Linked DNA regions of Ovis aries: region 2 is linked to region 1. A link is a contact called in public Hi-C data. All regions are on one chromosome and are shown on one strand. Each heading gives the region's core, a stretch centred on a gene start, on an enhancer-like site or on the middle of the called end of the contact. The rest is flanking DNA. Distances are from core to core; before and after follow the strand shown. Region 1 overlaps PALM2AKAP2 (PALM2 and AKAP2 fusion). Region 2 overlaps PALM2AKAP2 (PALM2 and AKAP2 fusion).

Region 1 (3,426 bases), core at 566-3,065:
CACCCTGAGGCAGTGCTGAGAACCAGTCATTAACGAAGCATGAGCCTTAGTGTGTGGTGCTAAGGGTCTGCTTCTCTGGTGAAAGAGCGAGGGATGTATGTGAGGCAGTTGTGTCTCCCCAAGGCACACGTGGATCTTTTCTCTTTTCCTTCGTGGCAGAAGATACTAGTTAGCCCTGAGAAAGGGGAAACCACTCCCCCCAGACATCCCATGAACTTAGCACTCATCCCTGTCTTCAAATTCTGTCCCATTTCAACATGGGATATAATGTAACCACTGAAAATATATCAGACCCTGACCCTTAAACGACACAGAAAGTGCTTGTGAGATAATGTGAAGTGAAAAAAAAATTTGGCTACAAGACTGCCTATAGTGTGGTCTCAACTCTATGAAATACCTATTTCTAAAAAGGAGACTGCATGCTTAGCTCCCTTTCTCTCAGTGGAGGGAAGATGAATGACTTTTGTTTTCCAAATTTTCTGCAGTGAGCATTTATTTTTTTATACACACATATGTAGACCCTAAAGCGAAGCTGCTCAGTCTTCCGACTCTTTGTGACCCCGTGGACTGTAGCCTACGAGGTTCCTCCATCCATGGAATTTCCCAGGCAAGAATATCAGAGTGGGTTGCCATTTCCTTCTCAAACACACATATATAAGCTGTCCTAAGAGGTTCCTTTAACTGGATGCAGTCTGTTTAACCTGGATCTTCAGAATCTGTGAGGTTTTTGTTTTTTTTTTTTTCGCTTTGCCGCCTTGAACATCACTGAGATATTCATTCCCTGGCTGCCCAAGGCCCATCTCTAACTTGCCAAGAAGACAGCCCCAACTGGCTCCTTTGAGCATCACTAGCCTCCCACCTTCCCACTCAGCCCTGGACGTAGGGAGTGGACGAGCGAGGCCTCTGGCTGACTGGCTGCTGCCCTCTAGGCTCGGGGCCTGTAGGGAGGGGCCAGGCCTCTTTGAAGGGGGTTAAAGTTCTTCGTTGTGTGAATGGCCTTTGAAGGAGCAGAGGGAGGGCCAGCCGTGACCTCACAGTCTTCTGTCAGGAGACTCAGAAGGAATTTGTCCAGCTTGAGCCAGGGCGCAGGAAACCGCCTGGAAAAAGAGGCAGTTCTGAGCGGGGACGTGTGAAGCGGGCACTCTGGGCAGGGTAAGCCGAGTCTGCTGACCTAACTTACTGTCCTTTGCTTTCTGATCTGCAAGGAGAGGGTTCCCTCGTGAGGCCAGAGTCTCTATGGAGGAGGAACTCAGGGCGGGGACTGTGGCGCTGTGCTGTGGACGCCTTTCCTGCTGGAGGGAGAGTGGGCAGCTGGGCTTGGACAGGAGACTTGCTTCTTTTCTTACTAATCTTGTCAGACTCCCGGCTTTCTGAGCAGGAGCTCCGAGCCACACATACAGCGCGGGCAAAGGCACCCACCCCCTCTTTGCCAGATAGTGCTTTGAAGATGGTACATGAGTGTGTGCATGTGTGTGCCTGAGTGTGTGTGTGTGTCCCCCTTTCCACATCAGAACCAAGTGGCCCACCAGTCCTGGTGACTGTTTCTCTTATTTAATCTACAAGCCCACGTTGCAGAATGTGCCACATTCATAGAGTGACTTGAGCCTTCGCAGGGGAACATGTATGCCCATCTGCTGTGGGACCCAGGGCTATGGGGAGAAAACTGCATCAGCTGTCTTCCTAAGTACAGGACTCATCTGTGGACAAAGAGTTAATCTCGAAAGCCTCTGGCACCGTTTTCTCCTGGCTCTGTGTTCACACAGTGGATTTTCTGCTGGGTCCACGGTGGAGCCCAGCTTTTGCTCTCTGCCATTACTGGTTGGCCAGGCCTGAATCCAAGATCCCGAACTATTTTAAAACTAAGAAGGACACAGCTAAGTTATACAGGACTGAAGCCAGGGACTTGCTTTCAGCAGAATCAGTTACCCTAGAAATTTCAGGCTGCAGGAGCCAAAGTTCCCTCTGTGGCCTTGACCTTGGTTTATTCTGGAGGTGGGGGACTGTTCTATGAGATAGTTTCATAGTGAAAAGGGTCTTCTGCAGGAAGAACATCTGAGGACTCCTTGATAAAGAGCTTGGAGTGTATCCCATCAAGGAAGAAGCGAAACTTGCCTTTCTTGGAGCTGAAATAAGGCATTTGCCTCATTCAGGGGAAATCTCCCAGTGCTTCGCAATCCCTTTGGTAGGGAATGGGTCTCCAAAGAAAATAAGCCTTTCACCAGCGGCTGCAGAAGAGGCAACAGCTTCTTTCCTCGCCTCCTCCCATCACACCCCCTTCACACACACACTCTTTCGTTTCTTTCAGAGAGAGCCCAAGCTGTAAATGTGTTCATCAAACCACACCTTGACATCTTCCAGATGTGCAGCCTGACATCTGAGCCACTGACTTTTCAGCAGGGTGAAGGGGATGCTATTAATAGGGCAGGCTGCAGTGGTGGGAGACTCCCTTTACATTACAAAGGGACCGCTTCTTTATCAGGATTGTCCTCGAGTCAAGACACAGCCCGGCCTTGTTTCCAATGGAAGGGGCTTCCAGAAGTGTTTTCATGCCGTCGTCTGCAAGCCTGGACCTGAGACCTGAGCCAGAGAGAATAGCAGGAGGGTGACTGCTAGGTTGACCAAGACCAGAGAAGCTCTCAGAAAGAAAAGCTGAGCCTGTAGGAACAGAAAGCTCTTTTTCGGACTGTCAGAGTCACATTTAGCCATAATGGCTTCATGGCAGGAGGTCAGTGGGGGGATGGGGGTTAGGGGAGGAAACCCCAGAGGCAGAGTTAGTGTTAGCCCCCTCTATTAGAGGTCATGTCCTTATCCCCGAGCCCATCCAGTCTAAATTTAGCTGTAAGTACCCTGGAATGCCGGGGGTCTGAGATCTGCCTCTTGTCAGCCAGGAGCTGGGTCTCTGGCCTCCTTGGGGAGTGGCCCGCCTCCTGGCTTCCCACGGCCAACACCAGCCTTTGCTGTTACAGGCCGGAAGACGCTCTGCTGGGGTGGGGTGGGGGGAGAGGAAGTTCTGCCTGGGACTGGAATGCGGTCCAGGTTAACTCCAGGGTCGTTCCCCTCCACTTCCTGGCCCAGAAGCCTGGAGCCCAACCCAGGAAGCAAGCCATCCTCGGACATTCCCACTCTCCGTACCTTCACAGGGGTGGGTGGAAGGGGCCACTCAGAGTCCCAGCGGCTTCTCTAGTGGGGGTGGGGGTGGGGGTGGGAGAGGAGGTGCAGGCCAGCTACTGAGGAACCCTGGTGCTTCCAGCTTCCTTCATCCGTTCTTCTCAGCCTGCCCCATCTGCCACCTTGAACAGACCAGGCAGTTGCCTTCTAGTTACTGTTGTAGCAGTCTCTCCTCTTGTTATCTCTGCTAACACATCTCTTTATGTGAATCTGCCCTCTCTCTCTCTCCAAGGCTGTAAGCTCCCTGCTGCAGCGCGA
Region 2 (3,426 bases), core at 571-3,070, 210 kb before region 1:
TGTCTCCTGAGGCTTGATCCTGCCTTTGCGTAATGTTGAGCCTCCTTCCTCATGACCTTTGCCATGGGCGGAGTTCCTCACGCTGGCTCCCAGTACTCACTAATCTCAAGAGCCTCATGCTTGAGCATCAACCGAGGTGGCCCAAGGCTCTGGAGAGGCACTGGTGCACCATGAAGGACTGCTCGCAACCTTGGAACCAATTCTAGACCTGCTCAGTAGTATCTTCACAGTCAGCGCCATTGTCTTCCCCTTCATTCTCCCTATCCCTACGTCCCTCTCTCTTCTGAACCCCCTCCTTCTCTTCTTTATTATTATTATTGCTGTTGATCTCAGCAATATCTTGAGCCCAGAGTTCTCCCATATATTAGGGGTTCCTCTTCCCATATGAATGACTGGGCAGGGATTATTACAAGATGCAGTGAAAAGAGTATGTTCTTGAGCATTGACTGACCTTGGTCTGAGCCTCAGCTCTGCACTTGGTTTATGGCATGGGACTTTGGGCAAGCTGCTTAACTCATCTGTAAAGCAGGGATCAATAATAGGCATCTCCTTTGGCTTTTGTGAGGTTTCACTTAGTTAGTGCACATGAAGTGTCTAGTCTATGCCTAGCACATCACGGGTCCCAGCTCCTGTTAGTGTCCTTTTGTCTTTCTCCTCTTACAGTTCAGAGCTTGTCCTTCTGTGGATTTTGTTTCTCTCTAGCCAGTAGCAGAACCTTAATGGGAGGGATGTGATTGGAACAGTAGGGCTCTTTCATTATAAAGTCAATTGGGCCATCTCCTCATTTTAACCTTACTGCCTCATCATAGATCCTGCTGGTCTCTCCCCATACATGTACAGTGCCACTGGCTGACTTGGAGATCCAAGGATGCACGTGACCAATTCACTCTGGGAGGAACTCCCTGTCCAGGGGGATCCCAGCCAAACTCTTACCCTGGTCCAGAGGAGAGAACGTGGGGGAGAAGGGTGCATGGGGGTGCAAGCCTGCACTCAATGCCACGGGTACCCAGGAGCTCCTTTGTGCAAGTCCTTAGGATGAGTGCTGGGGTTCCTAAGATAACAGTGGACTGGCGTTTGCACTTGGAATTTCATAGTCGTGCTTGACCTCGTGAGCCAGGTATCGCTCCTGGCTCTGGTTGTTGAGTGATCAGATGTACAGATGAGAGCTGCTCCTTAAGCAAAGGGCTAAGGACCCCCATGTGCTGGAGAGTATGCTGAGCCAGCCTCAGCCTCAGGGTGGGGACTCTGGGAGAATACCCTGCAGGGCCTTACTGCTGCTTTCCAAAAGTGGGAAGAGCCAGGGGCCTCAGGGTCCATGTCAACGCAGTGACGGGCCTTCAGGGTAGGGAGGACATGGGTTTTGGGAAGGGCTGGCTGTATTGGACCATAGGGTCACTGTTTAGGTTGTTCATCACTCGACTTTGGGGATACCTACCATAGCCCACTGATGATGTCAGTGGGCTTATGTGACGTGACTCCTATAAAAATGAGATGATTCAAAGACTCCCAGCCACTGCCTCCTGAAGGCTGGAACCTCAGGATCTTCTTAGCCAGAATTTCTCCCTGTTATAGAGCAGCTAACAAGGTAGGTTCACAGGCTTTGGATGGAGACTTCTGCATATACCACTAAGGGCAAGCACACTGTTCCTTGGAGAGCAAAGGAACAAAGCATTGAGAGTAATGGACATTTTAATGTTAATATGCTGAGCTTTCTGTTCTCAAGTACACAGCAGCAATTTCCTCCCAGATAGATATTCTCACACTACTCAGTTGATGGAATATGACTTTACCCGCCACTAGATGGCGCCCCATGTGCGTATAAGCCTCTCCTACATTAAGACCTTGAGTTAGTTGTGATGCAAAGAGCCGACTCATTGGAACAGACCCTGATGCTGGGAAGGTTTGAAGACAAACGGAGATGAGGGCGGCAGTGGATGAGATGGTTAGATAGCATCACTGGCTCAATGGACATGAATCTGAGCAAACTCCGGGAGACAGTGAAGGACAGGGAAGGCTGGTGTGCAGCAGTCCAGCGGGTCTCAGAGAGCTGGACATGACATTAATTCCCAAACACACTACCTCAGTTGGTGGAATATGACTTCACCCGCCACTAGACGGCGCCCCATGTGCTTATAAGCCTCTCCTACGTTGAGAACTTGAGTTATATTTTCCAGAGTTTTAAAAACATGTACACACACACACACACGAATTTTAACACAATTATCAATTATTTAATTTTCCTTTTAGCATTCAAATGATGGGTTTATTCACATTCTCTGGAAATTTGGTTTAATGTAAAGAATCTATGGGTATTCTTGAATGCTATGGACCACAAATCATGATTCAGAGGATGCATTGAATTTATTCCATTAAATAGTAGTTTTGGTCTGTCTTGTAAAGTAGTGCATGTGGTGTTTAACATAATAGTATTTAAATTCAATTTTTTTAAGACACCAGAGGAGAAAGTGAGAACACAAATTAAATAATACTTACTCGATGGCAGGCAATGTTCTAAGATGTTTTAAATATTAACTCATTTAATTTTCAGAGCTTAGAAATAGCTCTTCCGTATACATCACTATGGGCTTCCCTTGTGGCTCAGCTGGTAAAGAATCCACCTGCAGTGTAGTTGACCTGAGTTCAGTCCCTGGGTTGGAAAGATCCCCTGGAGAAGGGAACAGCTGGCTGCGCACTCCAGTATTCTGGCCTCGAGAATTTCATGGGTCGCAAAGAATCGGACATGATTGAGCGACTTTCACACTTTCCGCTATACATCATTATAACCGTCTGATAGACGAGGAAATGGAGACTAAGATAAGTAGGAGATTCCCCATTGTTTTAGCCAGTAAATGTCAGACTAATCTGATTCCTCCTGATCTGGGCTCCTTTACGGTACTTTCTGGGCTTCCTTGGAGACTCAGATGGTAAAGAATCTGGCTGCAGTGTGGAAGACCTGGGTTCAGTCCCTGGGTTGGGAAAATCCTGGAGAAGGGCATGGCAACGCACTCCAGTATTCTTGCCTAGAGAATTCCATGGACAGAGGAGCCTGGCAGGCTACAGTCCTGGGGCCACAAAGAGTTGGACACAACTGAGTGACTCCATGGTGCATTCTCCTGCTTCCCCCTGGTCCAGACAATCAGGAGAGGCTTCACAGAAGCCAGGTGGTGGCATGAGAGGTATCTGAATTCTGACAGAACAGTCCCTAACTGCTGTGAGAGGACTTTGTAACCTGTAAGACCTTACACACATATCATCTGGGGGGACAATTTGGGGTTTTGTGGGCATATGAGAACTCTCATATGTGAAGCCTGTGGTCCTTCCCTCATTCACACAAAAAACATTTCCTTGCCGCTGTGTGAGAGCTCCCACACTGAGATGCCTGTACTGTTTCATCACTGAGTCTGGTCTACCCTGAGCTCTCTTTTC

What was found. A called contact is a pair of places that touch in the nucleus more often than the background predicts.
Region 2: a Hi-C map of hypothalamus shows a contact between it and region 1, with 5 times the contacts expected there. The contact joins two enhancer-like sites. A contact is called at or near these places in 3 of 16 Hi-C or Micro-C datasets (hypothalamus, muscle and tail adipose tissue).

The regions. Positions count from the first base shown.
Region 1 is chr2:13,209,605-13,213,030 of ARS-UI_Ramb_v3.0, reverse strand. The region is part of intron 7 of PALM2AKAP2 (PALM2 and AKAP2 fusion); the gene reads left to right. Among named protein-coding and RNA genes, the nearest start is that of C2H9orf152, 69 kb to the right of the region's middle. Within about 2 kb of position 1,815, at least 27 of the 54 cell types and tissues checked have an H3K27ac peak or open chromatin away from gene starts, as enhancers often do. A contact at or near this core is called in hypothalamus, where this site is marked.
Region 2 is chr2:13,423,490-13,426,915 of ARS-UI_Ramb_v3.0, reverse strand. The region is part of intron 4 of PALM2AKAP2 (PALM2 and AKAP2 fusion); the gene reads left to right. Among named protein-coding and RNA genes, the nearest start is that of PALM2AKAP2, 260 kb to the left of the region's middle. Within about 2 kb of position 1,820, at least 9 of the 54 cell types and tissues checked have an H3K27ac peak or open chromatin away from gene starts, as enhancers often do. A contact at or near this core is called in hypothalamus, where this site is marked.